2 separate regions of the Sus scrofa genome follow, and region 1 is linked to region 2. Evidence: chromatin contacts called from public promoter capture Hi-C data. All regions are on one chromosome and are shown on one strand. The core of a region is the stretch at or near the end of the contact, and the rest is flanking DNA. Distances in the headings are between cores, read along the strand shown.

Region 1 (2,824 bases), core at 269-2,768, 1.0 Mb before region 2:
TCCAGGAGGAAGGCATCATTACCTCCCAGGAGCATCTTCTCTTGACATCTCCAGAGACTGAGCCTCCGACCCGACATGACACTCATCACAACTCCAGAAACGCTCTTCTGACTCTAGATCATCCCATCTCCCTTCTGGTCTCCTGGGCTGTCACAGGAGCCCCTTCACGCCCTCCAGAGACACTTGTCCTCGGCCCCGAGCATGCCAAAAACTGTGAAGCCCTTCACGTCGTCTGACCTTCAACTGCCCTGTTGCAGATAAGCCTCTTCACCTCACCCCAACCCAGAAACTACACGACGGCGACGGAAGGAGGAAAAAGGGCCCCCATAGGGAAGAGAAAAAGCCACAACCATCCAGCCAGAGTGAGAGACGAAAGAAAATCAGATGCCAGGAAGGACTTTCTCTCCCAAACTCAAGGGGGGAGGCACCTCTGCGACAACACGACAAACACAATGCGAGGCAGTTGGGACTGGAGTTTACTGCAGGTGGACATATGGACATGGAGATTCGAGGAAGAAGGGAGCGGACTGAAGGCTCTGTGCTCAGCATCCTAAGGAGGGAGATCAGGAACAGAGATCAGGAGGGGGTCCGCCAGATGGCGGAGGACCCAGCCTGACGGCGGAGGAGCTGCTAGCGGCGAGGGCCCTTCCCATCCCAGTCTTCAGGATGACGGCTCCGGAGACGCTAGACGATGTCGTGAAAAGGGAGCCAGAACCCAATCCGAGAATGGCGCATCCGTAGTCGGGGCGCCGGACTCTCGAAGACCGGCGATCCATCCTAGGTGAAAGGGAGAGTTACCCGGGTCCTCGCCCCCCTGAGGCCTCCGGCGTCTCTCCCGGCGTCTGGCGGTTCGGGCGGCGGCTGGGGTCCCAGTGGCGGCGGCTCCGCGGCAGCTCCAGCTGGGGTCGCGGCCCGCCAGGGGCTCCCAGGAGGCAAGACACTGAAGCAGCTGGGGGCGCCGGAGCAGGCAGCGCACCCGCGCGGGCGCCACAAGGAGAAGACTGCGCGCTGGGCGGCGGACCGCCGGGGGCTGCAGGGGGCCGCGTGGGAACCCAGATAAGACCATAGTACACAGCGAGCAGCACGGCAGCCAACGAAACGCACAGGAAGTAGGCGCAGACCGGGGCCAGGCGCAGCCAGCGGCCCCGCGGGCCCTCGCTCAGCCCTGCGCCACCCGGGCTCTCGCCGCCGCCACCCACGCAGCTCGTGCCCGCATCTCCGCAGCCCCCTTGTCCAGGAGCCACAGCCCGCACAGGCCCCACCCACTAGGCCCGCCCGCTCAGGGGGCCGCCCCCTCCAGAGAACCGCCCCCTTCCAGAGGACCGCCCCCGCGCTCCAACTCTCCCTCGCCCAACCCCGCCCCCGCCACCTTGGTCACGCCCCCGCGCGAGCGGGACCACCTCTTGCGTTTTAGGCACTCCCCCTCCCCGGCCTCCGGCCAACCATTATCAAGGCAAGGCTTAACTACAGCATTCTGACCCCGCCCTCCTTGGCTCTGGACCCGCCGCAGGCATGCATTATCTCGATTTTTCTCAAATACAAGCCCAGTCGACTCCCGCCAGGCGTCGGTGTTTTACCCGGCCCGGCGCTTAGCTCCACTCTCTTTTTGTCCTTCTCCCCGCGCCCTAAACCCGTCCCCTTTCGGAACTCAGACTTCTTCCAAGCGTCTAGTTCCACCAACCCCTTGCCAAGCTCAGGGCTTATAAGTCTCGCCCCTCCTTAGCCGCAGTTCCGCCCCCGTTTTAACTTGCCTTTCTCCAAATCAAACTGGACTTCAGCACTCGATCTCACCCTCTTCTCCCCCTACCCTCACCCATCTCCAGCCCAGGCTTCGCCTCTTTCCACTCCACTGGTTTGAACTGCGCGTCCTAAACCACGCCCCCCTGCCCCGGGAGGCGCCCTACACCTGCATCAGGGATTCCCAATCTAAACCTGCTCCTGTGGTTCCGCCCCGCCCAGGCGCCCTGACCACGCCCCTCACGGGACCTGCCCCCTCCATACTTGCGTCCTGAGGTCTAAGCTCAAACCCCGAAGTTCCACCTCCGCCCCACACCCCAGTCACGCCCCTTCCCCAGCTCCTCCCCCACCACCCTCAACTGCTGTCTCTCTAAAGCCCGGAGGTCCAGAGTGGGCTCCAGGGAGGAGGGAGCACTGCCTGGAGAACCAGACTAATCCCCTTCTGCCGCCCCCTCCCCATCAAGGAGGGGAAGCTTCAGTCCCCTCCCAGCAGCGTCTTCAGGAATTCGGGGAGGCCTGCGGGAGGGGGGGAGGGAATACGTATCAGGGTAAATGGAGGAAAAAAGACCCCTTCCTCCCGCCTCTTCCGCCACGGAAAAGCCCGCCAAGCAAGCAACCTAGCCTGCCCCCCGCCAAAAACACAGTTCAAAGGTTAGCGGAAGTGCTGCATTTAATAAGAGACCGAGCCGGCGGCCGGGTAATTCAAGTCCTTCGAAAGAGTCACCGGCTGTTTGCCATGCCCCAGATGTAAGCTCCTGGAGGCGGGAAACTCGGCCCGGGAACTGGCACCTGGACCCCCCCCCATGCCCTCCAGAACTGGGAAACGGGGGCGTCTCAGCCACCCCGGTGCCACGGCGCCCCCCATTTGTGAGACTGGACTATTGCCCTGACCCCACCCGGTTCACTGTCCCTGGCTCCTCCCCCCTTACGTTTAACCCTCTCCTGGCTGGAGTGTGGCGGAAGCAGAGAACAGAGGAGCGAGGCGGCGGGAGGTTAGTGCAGAGCGCGGAGGCCGAAGTCGGAGGGCGCGGTCAGCGGGCGGCCCCCAGTGGCGAAGCGGCCGCCACCACCTTGCAGAAACGCACCC
Region 2 (3,019 bases), core at 221-2,720:
ATATACTTCTGCTGGGTACCTACTAAGTGCCAGGCATGAAGCGACTCTGCCTCATGATGCCAAGACTAATCACAGCTCACCCTTCAAAGAGCACTCTGTGCCAAGCCCAGTTCCAGGAACCCTATGGAGGAGGGAGAGTCAATGGTTCCATTTTGCAGATGAGGAAACTGAGGCTCAGAGAAGTTAAGAAACTAGTCCAAGGTCACACTCCAAGTGGCTGAGGTGGATTTGAACTCAGGCAGTGTTCAAATGACTTTCAGTGCTTGCTGGGAGGCAATATAGAGATGTTACAGCACCAGTTCGGGAGCCAACTCTTTTGGGTTGAAACCCTAGGTATACCATTTATTAACTGTGGGATTTGGGCAAAATGCCTAACTCTTCTGAGCCTCAGTTTCCCCATCTACATTATGAAGATCAAGTTGGTACCCACCTCACAGGCCCGATGCTTATGCTTAGCATACTTTTGGTGGGGGCAGTACAGTCCTGGGGTTACCAAGAGAGAACTCTAGAGTCTGACCGAGCTTCAGCTCTTGGGCAGAATATCTATTTCCCATTCCTTGGTGGCTGCGGGGTCAGGGATTGGAGGTGGGGCCCTTTACCTTTCTGACTTGGAGATTGCCCGGACTGCCCGGGGTCCGCACAACCAGCAGGGGGCGCAGATAAGTGTGCCAGAGACGGTGCGGGTCCAGTCGCCCCACCACCCTCCGAAGCCCGGCTTCGGGGAGGCTTCCGAGCCCCGGACCCTTGGGAAAGAGGTGGGAAAGAGAAGAGCAGAGCGTGAAAAGCACCCTCATTTCAACTCTACCCCGGGGGCTGTCATCCCTAAAAAGCCCCGGCTCCTCTTCCTAATGGCAGATTCCAGCATCAGAGGTTTCTAGGATAAATCCTAGACTCGGGAAAGTCTACCCAAGCCCATCCGGTATAGCCCACCGCAATCCTGATGGGAGAAATCGAAGCCCAACGAGAGGAAGAGACTTCCAAACAGCTGACTTTAGGATTAGAACCCAGAACTCCCAGGCTTACTACTCCAGACCCTTCCTCTTACGGTGCAACCGCTATTATAGAAAAAGCCCGAAGCCTCATTGCATTGGAAAGGGGCATGCGCTCTAACGACGAAGATCGCGGCACCTGCGGCTAGGGCCCCACGATAACGATAAAGCCACGTCAACCTGAGACTTTGAGGAGGGGGAGGCGGGGAATAAGGGCTCCCCTGTCCCCGTCCGGCCTCACCCGCATCTCCCGGCCCAGAGGCAGCTCCTCAGTCTGGCGGTGCCAGCCGCTCCAAATGGTATAGAACACCGAGGCCACCGCCAGCGCCAGCAACAGCAGGGGCAACAGCTGCGCCCGCGGTAGCAGGCGGCGCTTGGGCGGTGAGGGTGGCTCCAAAAGGCCGCGTTCCCCAAGCCGTAGCCGGGGCCGCCCGCGGCCCCCTGAACGCATGGCAGCTTCGCCCTGAAACCGGTCGGGGACTGCGGATGGAGTTTAGGCCAGCCAAGTCCCACCCCATGGAATCACCGGACCAATAAGCAACAAGAGCGGCTGCACCAACCCACCCTTCAGCAAGCAGTAAAGCCAATGGGGACTTTCGTACTGAGGACACGCCTCCCTGTCTCCCTGAAGCTTAAGGGTTGGTTCCCCTGAGGGTTGCACAACCCAAAAGGGAGCGCGAAAGAGGTAGGCACCGCCTCAGCGGAAGAGGGGAAGCCAATGAGAAGCATTTGATCCTAGAAAACAGCCGACCTCCTGGGCGCGGGTCCACGCCCCTCCCGGATGTAAGCAAAGGATTGGTTATTCCAAGTCCAAAGGATTAACAAACACATAAACGGACGGTCCCCTAAGTAGAAGAGGAGGTATCCATCCCTGAAGCGAGGAGCCGATTGGCTTCGTGGATGCCGCGCCCCCGAAGGCAGGGCCGGCGGGCATTTGGAAATGGCTTGTCCTTTCCCTCCTTCAACCTGTGCGGTTCTACAACGAAATGGTTTGAATAAGTCCTGCTTTCTCTTCCTCTCCATCGTCAATATCTGCCCGGTACAGTCCTGAATGGCCTCAAAGTAGTACGTAAGAGTTTTACCCTACAGCCGCCTGTGGCGAGCAGAGATCGCTATGGCAACAGGCCACGCCCCACCCACTAGCTGTGTTTGCGCAAGCGCCCACGGAAGTGGGCCTCAGGAAGCGGAAGTCCCGCCCTTCTCGCTCCTTTCAGAGGGCGAAGAAGCAACGCGGAGACGGTGGTGACTGGAGTGCGCGGTCGCGACAACTACTGCCACCGCCATGTGAGGCCGGGCTAGGCTTAGGTGGCAGGAGTGGGTTGAGGGTGTAAATCTGGCCACTTGCCGGTGGAAGGGGGTGGGCAGAGCCTGGGGCGGAAGCAAACATTTTCGGGGTAAAGTGGCGTACGTTACCGATGAGTTTGAGAACAGATGTGGGGCCTTTTTCGGATCCTGACTTTAGGAGCAGGAGCAGCTTTATCAGATAACGGGCTGGGCTTTCCCAAATAATTAGTCTTACTGAAGCGAATGTTAAGGGGAAGCGATGTACGAAAATGGAACCTGGGAGAGGGGAGTACGGACATGTGGGGAAGAACGATTTGAAGTGAGGATCTTATCAGGGTAATTTGAGCTGGAGACGGTTAGCCTTTTGACCTTATTCGTCGTTATCATGGGTCTCGAGTTATCGGAAGGATTTTACTTACGTATTCATGCAACAATTATTTATTGAGTGTTCATATGTCAGGCTTCTTTAGACACAGAATATGTTAGTGAATTACCCCACTCCCCCAAGGGAAAAAATTCCATTTTGCATTTTATGGGTTGGGTTGAGCCAGGCAATAAATGTAAAGGTAAAATATATGGTGTGTTAGGTGACCGGGGCTATGAATGAAGAAACAGTAGAGCAGGGTAAAACAATGTGGAATGCCAGTTTTGAGAGACAGGACACATGAAGAAGGGAGCAACTGGAGCAGAAAGCTGGAGAAAGTGAGCGCACAAAGATATTTAGGGACGTATCCAGGTAAAGGGGG

What was found. Promoter capture Hi-C pulls out the DNA fragments that hold promoters and counts their contacts.
Region 1: a contact with region 2 is called in a promoter capture Hi-C map of liver, with 3 times the contacts expected there. The contact joins the promoter of INAFM1 here to the promoter of QPCTL in region 2. A contact is called at or near these places in 1 of 5 promoter capture datasets (liver) and 1 of 47 Hi-C or Micro-C datasets (liver).

What each region holds. Positions count from the first base shown.
Region 1 is chr6:53,078,628-53,081,451 of Sscrofa11.1, reverse strand. INAFM1 (putative transmembrane protein INAFM1) reads right to left here and starts at 1,518. Exons shown (of 2, transcript XM_021097554.1): 1 at 1,480-1,518; 2 at 459-1,265. The coding sequence starts at 1,518. The coding sequence ends at 795. It overlaps CCDC9 (coiled-coil domain-containing protein 9), which reads right to left. Exons shown (of 15, transcript XM_021094629.1): 14 at 2,823-2,824; 15 at 460-2,253. The coding sequence ends at 2,236.
Region 2 is chr6:52,041,653-52,044,671 of Sscrofa11.1, reverse strand. It overlaps QPCTL (glutaminyl-peptide cyclotransferase like), which reads right to left and starts at 1,470. Exons shown (of 7, transcript NM_001243636.1): 1 at 1,231-1,470; 2 at 600-743. The coding sequence starts at 1,440. SNRPD2 (small nuclear ribonucleoprotein D2 polypeptide) reads left to right here and starts at 2,198. Exons shown (of 3, transcript NM_001243653.2): 1 at 2,198-2,273. The coding sequence starts at 2,272.